Regions from separate parts of the Mus musculus genome. Here region 1 is linked to region 2. Evidence: chromatin contacts called from public Hi-C data. All regions are on one chromosome and are shown on one strand. The core of a region is the stretch at or near the end of the contact, and the rest is flanking DNA. Distances in the headings are between cores, read along the strand shown.

What was found. Hi-C and Micro-C count contacts between places; a contact is called where the count stands out from the background.
Region 1: a Hi-C map of CD8 T cells shows a contact between it and region 2, with 2.8 times the contacts expected there. The contact joins two enhancer-like sites. A contact is called at or near these places in 2 of 484 Hi-C or Micro-C datasets (CD8 T cells and the G1E-ER4 cell line) and 1 of 115 datasets of contacts at active chromatin or transcription factors (T-cell acute lymphoblastic leukemia).

Annotation. Positions count from the first base shown.
Region 1 is chr17:18,556,746-18,562,490 of GRCm38.p6, forward strand. No RefSeq gene overlaps it. Among named protein-coding and RNA genes, the nearest start is that of Vmn2r96, 22 kb to the right of the region's middle. Within about 2 kb of position 2,171, at least 78 of the 459 cell types and tissues checked have an H3K27ac peak or open chromatin away from gene starts, as enhancers often do. A contact at or near this core is called in CD8 T cells, where this site is marked.
Region 2 is chr17:17,908,046-17,913,244 of GRCm38.p6, forward strand. It overlaps the pseudogene Gm9481 and the pseudogene Gm7535. Among named protein-coding and RNA genes, the nearest start is that of Fpr2, 23 kb to the left of the region's middle. Within about 2 kb of position 2,221, at least 206 of the 459 cell types and tissues checked have an H3K27ac peak or open chromatin away from gene starts, as enhancers often do. A contact at or near this core is called in CD8 T cells, where this site is marked.

The DNA.
Region 1 (5,745 bases), core at 921-3,420, 650 kb after region 2:
TCTTCTGCTCCACCTATGGTCCCCACCTAGGGAGGTGCTACTCATAGGGACACGCGACTAAGCAAATTAGAGTTTGAAATTAGGCTTCAGAAGTTGACTAATGAGCTTCAGGAGCTAAAAAGGATATCAGAAGCGGGGAAGAGTAACTCTTCTAAAGTTCACCAGGTGCCGCTAGAAAGAGCTGTGAGTCAGGCACATGGGAGAGGACAGAGTATGTCTGATATGCTAGCCTTTCTGGAGGTCGAGATAGTTGATCAACAAGATGGTAGGGTCAGACATTACCAGACTTTGGATTTCAAGTTGATAAAAGGAATTAAAAACAGCTGTTGTGCAATATGGCCCTTCAGCCCCATCCACTCAAGTGCTACTGGATACCGTCATGGAGTCATACTTAACCCCCCTAGATTGGAAGACTCTTTGTAAGGCTACCCTGTCAAGAGGAGACGTTTTTTGCTTTGGAATTCTGAATGGTGAGACGCCAGTAAAAAAACTGCCACTTTAAATGCTCAGGTTGTTAATTTAGACTGGGATAGCAACATGCTTTTAGGAGAGGGTCCATATGAGATACAGACAAATCAGACTGATTTTCCCATTACAGTGTACATGCAAATTGTGGCTGCGTGCAGTGCTTGGGGACTGTTGCCAGTTAAAAGAGATATTGGTAAAAGTTTAACTAGCATTTGGCAGAGTTCTGATGAGCCTTACCAAAACTTTGTGGACAGGCTTTTAATTTCAGCTAGTAGAATCCTTAGAAAGTCAGGCACGGGAAGGCTTTTTGTTATGCAATTGGCTTATGAGAATGCTAACGCAATGTGCTGAGCCACGATTCAACCGCATAAGGGACAGACAGATTTGGTGGGATATATCCGTCTTTCTGCAGACTTTGGGCCATCTTGTGCAATTTTGCAGGGGACCCATGTACAAGCAATGTTCTTGTGGAAATGAGAGAATAATGCATGTTTTAAATGTAGAAGTTTGGATCATTTTAAAAGTAATTGTCCTAAGAACAATGGTGCTGAGGATAGGCAAGCAGGCCATGCCCCAGGAATTTGTTCCTGGTGCAAGAAGGGCCACCACTGGGCCAGAGAGTGCAAGTCTAAGCCAGGCATTCTGAGCTGCCAGGTGCTGGGAAATGAGGGAAGGGGTCAGCCCCAGATCCTGACTTACTCAAAGAAAACAGCTTATGGGGCTATAAAACTGCTGCCTAGCCAAAAAGATCAGTTTTAAAGCTTATCAGGTCAAACCCAGGAAATACAAGACTGGACCTCCATCCCACTATCCACACAGTATTAACCCCAGAAAGGGGAGTCCAAACTCTGCCTACCAGAGTCTTTGGACCCCTACCCGTAGAAACTTGTGGCTTTCTTTTAGGACGAAGCAGTTCTATTGTAAAAGGCCTGCAGATTTATCCAGGTGTTATAAATAATAATTATGAGGGAGAAATTAAAATCATAGCTCCTTCCCCTCTGTGAGGAGCTGCCCTTGCAATCGCCATTACAAGATGGTGCTGACATCCGGTGTTCTAACTGGTAAACAAGTAGTCTGCGCATGTGCTGGGGTATTTTTCCATTCCTTGTACCCTGCCTGTCCCGTGGCGTCATCTGGGCTGATGGTGAGCAACCAGTCAGGGCAAGACACGTCTCCAACCGCTCTTCGTGGTCTATTTAAGGACCGAGTTTCCTGTGTTCTGGGTCTCCTCCCCAGAAGCTGATCATCTTTCTCTCGAGATCCATTAAGCTTTGCTGCAGAAGGATCCAAGTGTGTCCTGTGTGTGTGTCCTCGCCGGCGAGACTCCTTCTCACACAGGGACATCTGGTGCTGAAACCCGGGAACTACAACATCTCCGGCACTGAGGAGACCCCTGGAAACGGGGCAGATTCAGAACTGCAGTGGAAGGTAACTTCGGAGAGGCATGTCTGATCGTGAGCCTGTTGTTCCTTTTGACTTTGGTCTCAATCTAGAAGCACCGTGGGAAGGGTCGGTGGAAGTTTTGGTTTTGGTAACCCTGGTGCTTGTCTTCTTTCTCCTGGTGTCTTATTGTGTTCATCATGGTTGGTGTTAATTTTGAGGTGCGGTCAGTCCGACGTAGATAAGCGACGGCACCGTCAAGCTCAGTCAGTCTCTCGTACATAAGAGAGTGGAGCGTGGCATTTTACTTTCACTTCTGCTCCGGGAGCAGACTTCTGCTTTGAGAGCAGACTTCTGCTTCAGGAACAGACTTCTGCTTTTGGAGTGGAGTGTGGTTTTCTACTTTCACTTCTGCTTCAGTGTGCCTTAAGTCGGATGTAGATAAACTGCAGGCACAATGGGGTCATCACAGTCAGTTGTAAACACACTGCAAGTTGTCCTTAAGCAGAGAGATCTCAAGATTGCCACCCGCACTGTACAAAATTTTGTCAAAGAGATTGACCATGTTGCCCCATGGTATGCTTGTTCAGGTTCCCTGACCACAGCCTCGTGGAATAAACTAGGAAGAGACCTAGATAGAAAATTTGAGGAAGGAGACTTACGCCTAGGCACTAAGGCAATTTGGAAATTAATAAAGAATTGCTCAGAAGATGAGACCTGCCAACCTGCAGTAGTTGAGGGACAAGAGACGTTAGAGGAGGTTCAGGACAGCATGTCAGAAACCGAACGGAGCGAGAGATTAGGAGCTGGTAAAAAGAAAAAAGACACGTCTAAGGAAAAAGGACCTCCCCGGATGCTAGAAACGGGGGGGAGTGAAAAAAGGGGAAGGTGAAAACGTGCCCCCTACAGGTAAACTTAGTAATATTTATCCCACCCAAGATCTAGAAGCCCTAGAACTTGTTGCTCAGATCCTGATGATTTAGACCCTAGTGAAGAGGCAGAATTAGAAGAGGAAGCAGCAAGATATGAAGAGGCAAGGTATGGCCCTGATCACAGAGTACAGCAAAAGGTTAATAAAAGGGGGGGCATACAGCCATCACCCAAGCCCTCAGAGCCTCCACCATATGAATCAAGATATGGTGCTAGTTCCTTTCTGCCTCAGGAGGAATTAAAAGAGATTCAGATGGCTTTTCCAGTCTTCGATGCTGGAGACGGCGCAGGATGCATACATGCTTCTGTAGAATATCAACGAATTAAGGAACTTGCCGAATCTGTCCGTAATTATGGAGTCAATGCCAACTTCACCTTAGTACAGGTCGAGAGATTTGCCAATACAGCAATGACTCCAGCAGACTGGCAAATGACAGTTAAAGCCACTCTACCTAATATTGGACAATACATGGAATGGAAAGCCTTGTGGTATGAGGCTGCCCAGAATCAGGCAAGAATTAATGCTGTGGCAGAAGATGATAATCAGAGGCAATGAACTTTTGAATTATTAACAGGCCAAGGACAGTATGCTGCCAATCAGACTAATTATCATTGGGGAGCATATGCTCAGATATCAGCGGCTGCCATTAAGGCTTGGAAAGCTCTTACAAGAAAGGGAGAAGCTGGAGGCCACCTTACAAAGATTATCCAGGGCTCCTAGGAGCCGTTCTCAGACTTTGTAGCACGAATGACAGAGGCTGCAGGAAGGGTTTTTGGAGACCCTCAACAGGCTATGCCATTAATTGAACAGCTTGTTTATGAGCAGGCCACACAGGAAAGCAGGACTGCAAACACGCCAAGAAAAAACAAGGGATTGCAAGATTGGCTTAGGGTATGTAGAGAACTAGGATGTCCACTTACTAATGCAGGGCTGGCTGCAGCCATATTACAATCACAAAAGCGCCCCTCTATCAGCAAACAAAGAGCTTGTTTTAACTGTGGAAAGATAGGCCACCTAAAGAAAGACTGACCCTTCCCAGAGCAGGCCCGAGTGGCTACTCTTTGCTCTCGTTGTGGAAAGGGTTATCACAAAGCTAGTGAGTGCTGCTCAATTCGTAATATAAAGGGGAGGCTCCTGCCCCCAATCAATGAATCTGACAACCACCTAACAAAAAACGGGATTGTGGGCCCCTGATCCCAGGGCTCTCACAAATATGGGAGTCGATTTATCAAAAGCCAGAGCAACTCAGAGGAAATGAACCCAGAGGAGTCGCATCAGTGGACCTGCGTTCCACCACTGACTTCCTACTCATGCAACAAATGAATGTCTATCCTATTCCAGTTGAAGCCCCGGAACCCGTACCTTCAGGAACAGTGGGCCTGATAATAGGGCGAGGATTGCTGACTATGCAAGGACTTATAGTTTATCCTGGAATAGTAGATCATCACCATTTACAAGAAATTCAGGTCCTTTGCTCCTGCCCTCAAGTAATTTTCTCCATTACATCGGGAGATAGAATTGCACAAATGATCCTATTGCCCACAGGGAGAGAGGAGAGAACACAAAACATGGAAGCAATCGCATAGGCTCTTCTGGCCAAGATGCAGCATATCTAATTATGCCACTAAACAATAGACCCACGCTGCATTTAACAATCAATGGTAAAGACTTTCAGGGAATTATGAATACAGGGGCCAATAAGAGCATCATCTCCTCACATTGGTGGCCCTGGGCCTGGCCTGTAGATAAATCTTCCCACTCGCTACAGGGCCTGGGATATCAATCATGTCCTACAATCAGTTCTACACAATTGGAGTGGCAGACTCCGGAGGGACAGAGAGGCTTATTTACCCCTTATGTCCTTCCATGACCAGTCAATCTTTGGGGAGAGATGTTCTCTCAGAAAAGGGCCTGACCTTAAGAAATGAGTATTCTACACAAGCTGTTAAAATCATGAGTAAAATGGGTTACAAAAAAGGAAAGGGACTAGGGAAAAGAGAGCAGGGTAGACTTGAACGTATCCCTCAAGAAAGTAATAAAGGGAGACAAGGTTTGGGTTTTTTCTAGGGGCCATTGGGGGCTCTATGCCCATACCATGGCTTACATAGGAAGTTGTATGGGTTCCTCAATGGCCTCTCTCCTCTGAAAAAATAGAAGCAGCCACAAAACTGGTCTCTGAACAGCTACATTTGGGTCATTTAGAGCCCTCTACCTCACCCTGGAATACACCTATTTTCATAATTAAGAAAAAATCAGGAAAATGGAGGCTTCTTCATGATCTCAGAGCAATTAATGCCCAAATGAACCTTTTTGGCTCCATTCAACAGGGATTGCCCCCATTATCTGCCCTGCCCAGACATTGGAAAGTTGTTATTCTAGATATTAAAGATTGCTTTTTCTCTATACCTTTGTGTCCTCAAGATAGGCCACAGTTTGCCTTTACTGTTCAAGCCCTTAAACATATGGAGCCTGATAAGCGATTTCAGTGGAAGGTACTCCCTCAGGGCATGGCAAATACTCCTACTATGTGTCAACTTTTTATACAAGCAGCCCTGGAGCCTGTAAGACATCGGTTCCCCACCTTGCTTGTCATACATTATATGGATGACATTCTCCTTTCACACAAGGATATGACAATTTTGCAAGAATCTTACCCATTTTTGATACAGATATTGGCACAATGGGGATTACAAATAGCAGCAGAAAAGGTGCAAATTTTAGAAGTGGGCACATTTTTGGGGTCTATTATATCCCCCACTAGAATAACTCCTCAAAAACTAGAAATTCGCAGAGATCATTTACACACCTTAAATGATTTTCGAAAATTGTTGGGACATATAAATTGGCTGAGACCATTTTTAAAGATTTCCTCGGCTGTGTTAAAACCTTTATTTGATATTCTGGAAGGGGATTCTCATATCTCCTTCCTTAGGACTTTTACTTATGCCACTAATCAGGCCTTACAA
Region 2 (5,199 bases), core at 971-3,470:
ATTGTACATGCCTGTATTTTAAGCACTCAAGTGTTGGAGACAAGAGGATCAGAAGTTCAGGTGTCCACTTAGTGTGTTTAAAGACAGGTTGGGCTCATGGGAACCTGTTTTCAAAATGTGAGCATAAGAGAGTGACTGGTGAGAACATGAAGAGAGACAGAGACAGAGACAAGAGACGGAGATGTTGTGGCACAAACTAAATAATGTGACCATGAGTTTATTTTTGACATTTCTCTATCTATGGTAGTGTCTATGTCCTCTCTCCTTTTATCTGAGTTAGTAAAGACCTGGGTTGCTAGGGCACCCAGTTGTTGTCCACAGAGACTTGAAGAATGTTTTCATATGGAAAGAAATCCATACATGTGCTGTTAGAACTGTTTAATAAGCATGGGGGCAACATTGTGCTTGTGATCATCTCAGTCTTCATGTGTATATATGCTCCTGTAGAGGCCAGGAGCAGATATCTAGTTTCCTTGGTTCTGGAGTTTTAGGGAGTTGTGACCTGTTTGGTGGTACTGGGAAATGAAGTTGGATCGCCTGCAAGAGCAGTAAGTGCTGTTAGCCATTGAGACATCTATGTAGGTAACCATCTTCATGTTTTAAAAGCATAAAAATTATTCTTAAATGTATGAGTGTTTTATCTTTATTTATGTTTGTGCATTATGTTTGTGTCTGGTACCTGCCAAGGCAAGAAGAGGGAACTATAGTTGTAGATGGTGCAAGCCACCATGTGGATTACTGGAATCAAACTTGGGTCCTCTGGAAGAGCATCTAGTGCTATTAATCTCAAAGCCATCCTTCTAGTCCCAACTCCTTCTCAATTTTTTAAAGAGTGAAGAGTCTGGGAGGGTGGTGTCTCAGTGGTTAAGAACTGGTATAGCTCTGCTGTAAAGGAATGGAGTTTTGTTGCCAAAGCCCATGTCAGACTGTTGACAACTGTTTGTAAAGTCAAATCAGAACCAAATCCAAAGAACACATATGCCAGGACAAGAAATGATGCGACTGAACTCACGTTTTCCACAGATCAATGGTGGAAGAATAGTTACACTTTTGTTTCTAAGAACTCTACTTGGGCTGGAGAGACGGCTTAGAATTTAAGAGCACTGGCTGTTCTTCCAGAAATCTAGGTTCAATTACCAGCACCCACATTGTTTCTCACAACTACCTGTAACTTCAGTTCGTAGGGATCCAGTGCTATCTTCTGGGCTTTGAGAACACCAGGCATGCATGTCATATCCACTATGAGAAAAAACACTCATATATAAAAAATAGAATGAAATAAAATGGTTCCAATAGCATCGCATTTGCCTGGGTTCTGGGAATCTTAGGAAATTTTGAATTTCTACCACAAGATTGGTTTCAGCTTTCTCATTCCTCTCAGAGTTTCCATAAGTCTGTAGTGAGAGCCAAGTACTTCAATTCCACCACAGGAACCGAAGAGTTCCGTGTAGGATGGAGATCTCAGCTGGTGGTAAGTTGTGTTCCAGCAACCGAAACTTACTTTTTGAATGGCTGTTAAAAGTGATGGACACTTTCTAAAATCCTATGAAGGGTCAGATAAGAAAGTGGCCCAAGAGCGAAGCAGAACAGGGATGAAGGAGGCAATCGACAGGGAAACGTGACCAACTAGAGGGTGGGCCTCACACGGGCGGGGTGATGTAGGCAAGGGGAAAGATAAAGAACGCGGTGTAGAGGTCTCACAGTACAGCAAAGATCCCAGCCTAGAAGGGGTCTCGATCAAAAGCAGTGAGGAAAGAGGAGATGGTTATAGCCGAGGAGTAACACCCCTACCCCAGAGGAGAGCAAGCGAGGGACCAGAGGACCCGGTATCAAAGGAGAGAGGTGAAGGGCGAAAAGAGACCCAGTCACAGCGGGTAGCGTGTGGACGACATCACAGGCTCGGTGCGTGTGTTGGGAGCAAAGATGATTAACTAGAGAACCACGTAGACTTGGCCACGCGCCAGACTGTGGGGTAGACCGCCGGTCACCGGCCCGTCCTCTATAGCTCGACAGTTCGGGAAACCAAGGGTCGAAAGTGACTCGGAGGGTCTGCAAGTCCCTACTCCCAGCACCCAGGGCAGCACGGATGATGCTCGCACCAGTCCCGCGGCCGGATTCCGGCGCTGCGGTTGTGAGCCTTCTGTCGTGGGGTTGATGAGAGCTAAGAGCAACGGCTCCATAGGCTAGAGCCCGACCGTCACCTTCGATCCACATCCGGCTCTGCGCGACTGCGTGGATTGGCTTAGCCTCCAGGCCCGCACCCCCTCTGCTACGCTGAGGCTGGGCATTGGGCGCCCTGGTGACCAGTTGGCAAGGCTCTTGCTACGGAGTGTCTGACCCCGCCTACGGTTGGAAACGCAGGGAGGACTTTGCTGTTGCCTTGGGAGGAGTGACTGGTCTGGCGGTGTTTTAAATGGCTCAGGCTGGGGAAACCGTGTCTGAGCTGTCTCAGGTCAAAAGGGAGAAGAGGCTTGTGGGCCGAGCTCTAGAGCCTTCAGCCCAGAGCTGATTTATTCAGAGCCCAGCATGGGTTTCCTGACTGCTGTGACTCAAAGCCTGGTGTGGGGAGCGGACAAGATGAGCAAGTGGACAAGCAAGCGGGGGCCAAGCACCTTCACTAAGAGTCGGGGTGCCAAGAAAACAAGCATCTATACTTCTGATAGGCAGTTTGTGCAAATAAAAGAAATGGTTCCAGAATTTGTCGTCCCGGACTTGACGGGCTTCAAGCTCAATCCCTACGTTAATTATCGAGCTCCTGCAGGGATAGACACACCTCTGACAGCCAAAGAGCTCTTCCAGGAAACAGTTGCACCCGCTATCGAAAAAGACTTTTTTTTTTTTTTTTTTTTTTTTTTTTAAACAGGTGGGGTAGCAACACTTTATTAGGCTAGGCCAACCAGGAGGCAGCACTGGAGTGAATGGCCCCATAGCACATTAGGGGCAAAGACCTCCAGGTGTATACTACTTTTCAGCCCTGCCTCAGTGCTGTCCACTCAAGGCTGGGCCATGGATTGTGCAGCATAGGTCTGGAAGCGGGTGTGGGCTCGCTGGTGTGTGAGCAGTCTTAGAGACATTGTGTCCACAGCTGCCTCCAGTCCTGGCTGCTGAGTGATCTCCACTGTGTAGTCATTAGCCAGTTGCAAGGAGGCCAGCATGGAGCGGCACACCTCAAAAGCAGGCTGCCCTGCTACAAGCTCTGAAAAGGGACACCATTCATTGAGCTGGGGGAACCGGGAAGCCAACTGGTCCCCATAGATATGGATATCAAAGGGCATATGCTGCTCCTGCTTCTGGAGCAGGGGCTGGATGGTATCTTCCCAGTCCCTGATGCGTTGGCTCAGCTCTGTCTCCTGGATACACTTCTGGGAGGTGGCAATGAAGAGTTCCACATTTCTTCGAACCAGCTCCTTGTATCTCATGGCCTCTGCATCAAGGTCAGCAGCTGCTTTGGGCATCACCCCTGCAGGCTCCTCCACATACTCCTCGGGCTCTAGAAAGTCATCTGCTACCCCGAGGTCCTCCTCTGTAGGCCACAGATCCTGCTTGGCCCCAGGTAGCCATCTCTTGTTTATCTTACGTCTCCGCAGTTTCTGAAGGGTCTCGAGCTGTTCTTTCACGTGTTTCCAGTACAGGACTTCCATGTCTGCAAAGGTTGGGCCCTTCCACCGAGCCCTCCTGCCGTCAGGGTGTTCAGCATAGGCATCCTTGTACCACTTGTGGAAGTTCTGCAACTTGGTGGCACCCTTCCTCTTGTGCTTCTGTCCTGGAGCCTCCTCCACACCAGGTGGCACAGAATAGGGTTTCCCTTTCTGGAGGACCTTAGATTCTAAGGAGTCAAAAGGGTCCAGGCTCTGCCAGGGGTCTGGGGTCTCCTGCAGCCGAGAGGCAGGCTCCGGGGCCCCTTAGCATGTATCTCCTTGGCAAGATGGCACTCTGCTGTGAGGTCCTGGGCTCTGCAGGCTCTAGAGCAACCTTCAGGGGCTCTGCTCCATCCTCTGCATCCTCCTCTCCACCGCTGAGCGCTGGGCCATCTGGCTCTTGGGAGATGTCAAGTACAGGAACAGGACTCCCGTTCCTAGACACTTCCTTGGGCTGCTCGTCAGCGTCCTCGGGATCTTTCTGGCTCCTGGACATGGGGTATGGCTCCACCGGCACCACAGGCACCACGGGCACCACAGGTTTCACAGGACACATTCCCACTGGATCTAACATAAAGCAGCCTCAGGGGTTAGGAATACACGTGTTCATCCTGAAATCCTTCCGGCTGGCCAAGACGTCACCCTGACAGCTATACAAGGGGCCGCTGTTCTTTTCCGCTTCATCAGGGGCCACCAGGGCCATGGGCAGTAGGGGTATGATAAACGGCTCACCGGATGCCTGATCATTTTTCAGATCCACATTAGCCAGGGAGTCGGGGAAGTCGTCCAGTGACAGGAACTCATTCTCTGTTTCACAGGGAGTCGCTGAGTTGACAGTCTTCTTTCTCCCATCATCCTGAACTAAGGAGAGCTATTTGGCCCGCCTCTTGCCAGAAATAAAATCGAGAGCCTGGTAGACCAGCGAGTAGAGGTACTCCACCTTCTTACTGTAGACACAGGCTGAGCCCTGGATCAACAGTGCTGCCTCAATGAAGTTCATTGTGGTTTTGCCTTCATCAAAAGAAATGCAGATCTGGTCCAGCCAGCTGTGCTGCCACGTCCACCTCCCAGTTCTTAGTGAGATCCCTGATGGGCTGCAAGAGGTGAGCAAAGCGCACCTCCACATCCTCCATGTCTAGAACGGGACTAGAAGCCCGGAACCATGGCTCAACCTGCTACTGGTTCTGGCACCATTTTGGTGCTCCCGCCCCGGAAGTCTTGAAAAAGACTTTAAAGAGGGACTTTTGATGCTGATAACCTGGAGATATATGGCTTCGAGCCCACACAGGAAGGCAAGCTGTTCCAATTGTATCCTAAGAATTTCCCACGCTAGAAGACCATGAGAGAGGCCAAAGGTTTGTCTACAAAGTGGAGACAGTGCTGACCAAGCCTTGGATTCTGAGTGTCTCAAAGAGTAGGGGCAGCTTCCTAGTGCACTTCTATTAAATGCCTTTAGTGTCTCGTACAAAAAAAAAATCCCATGAAAAGATGGTTAATATCATATTTACTTTTACCAAATAGCTGCTGAGTTCTTGACTTAGAATATGTGGAGAACAGAAAC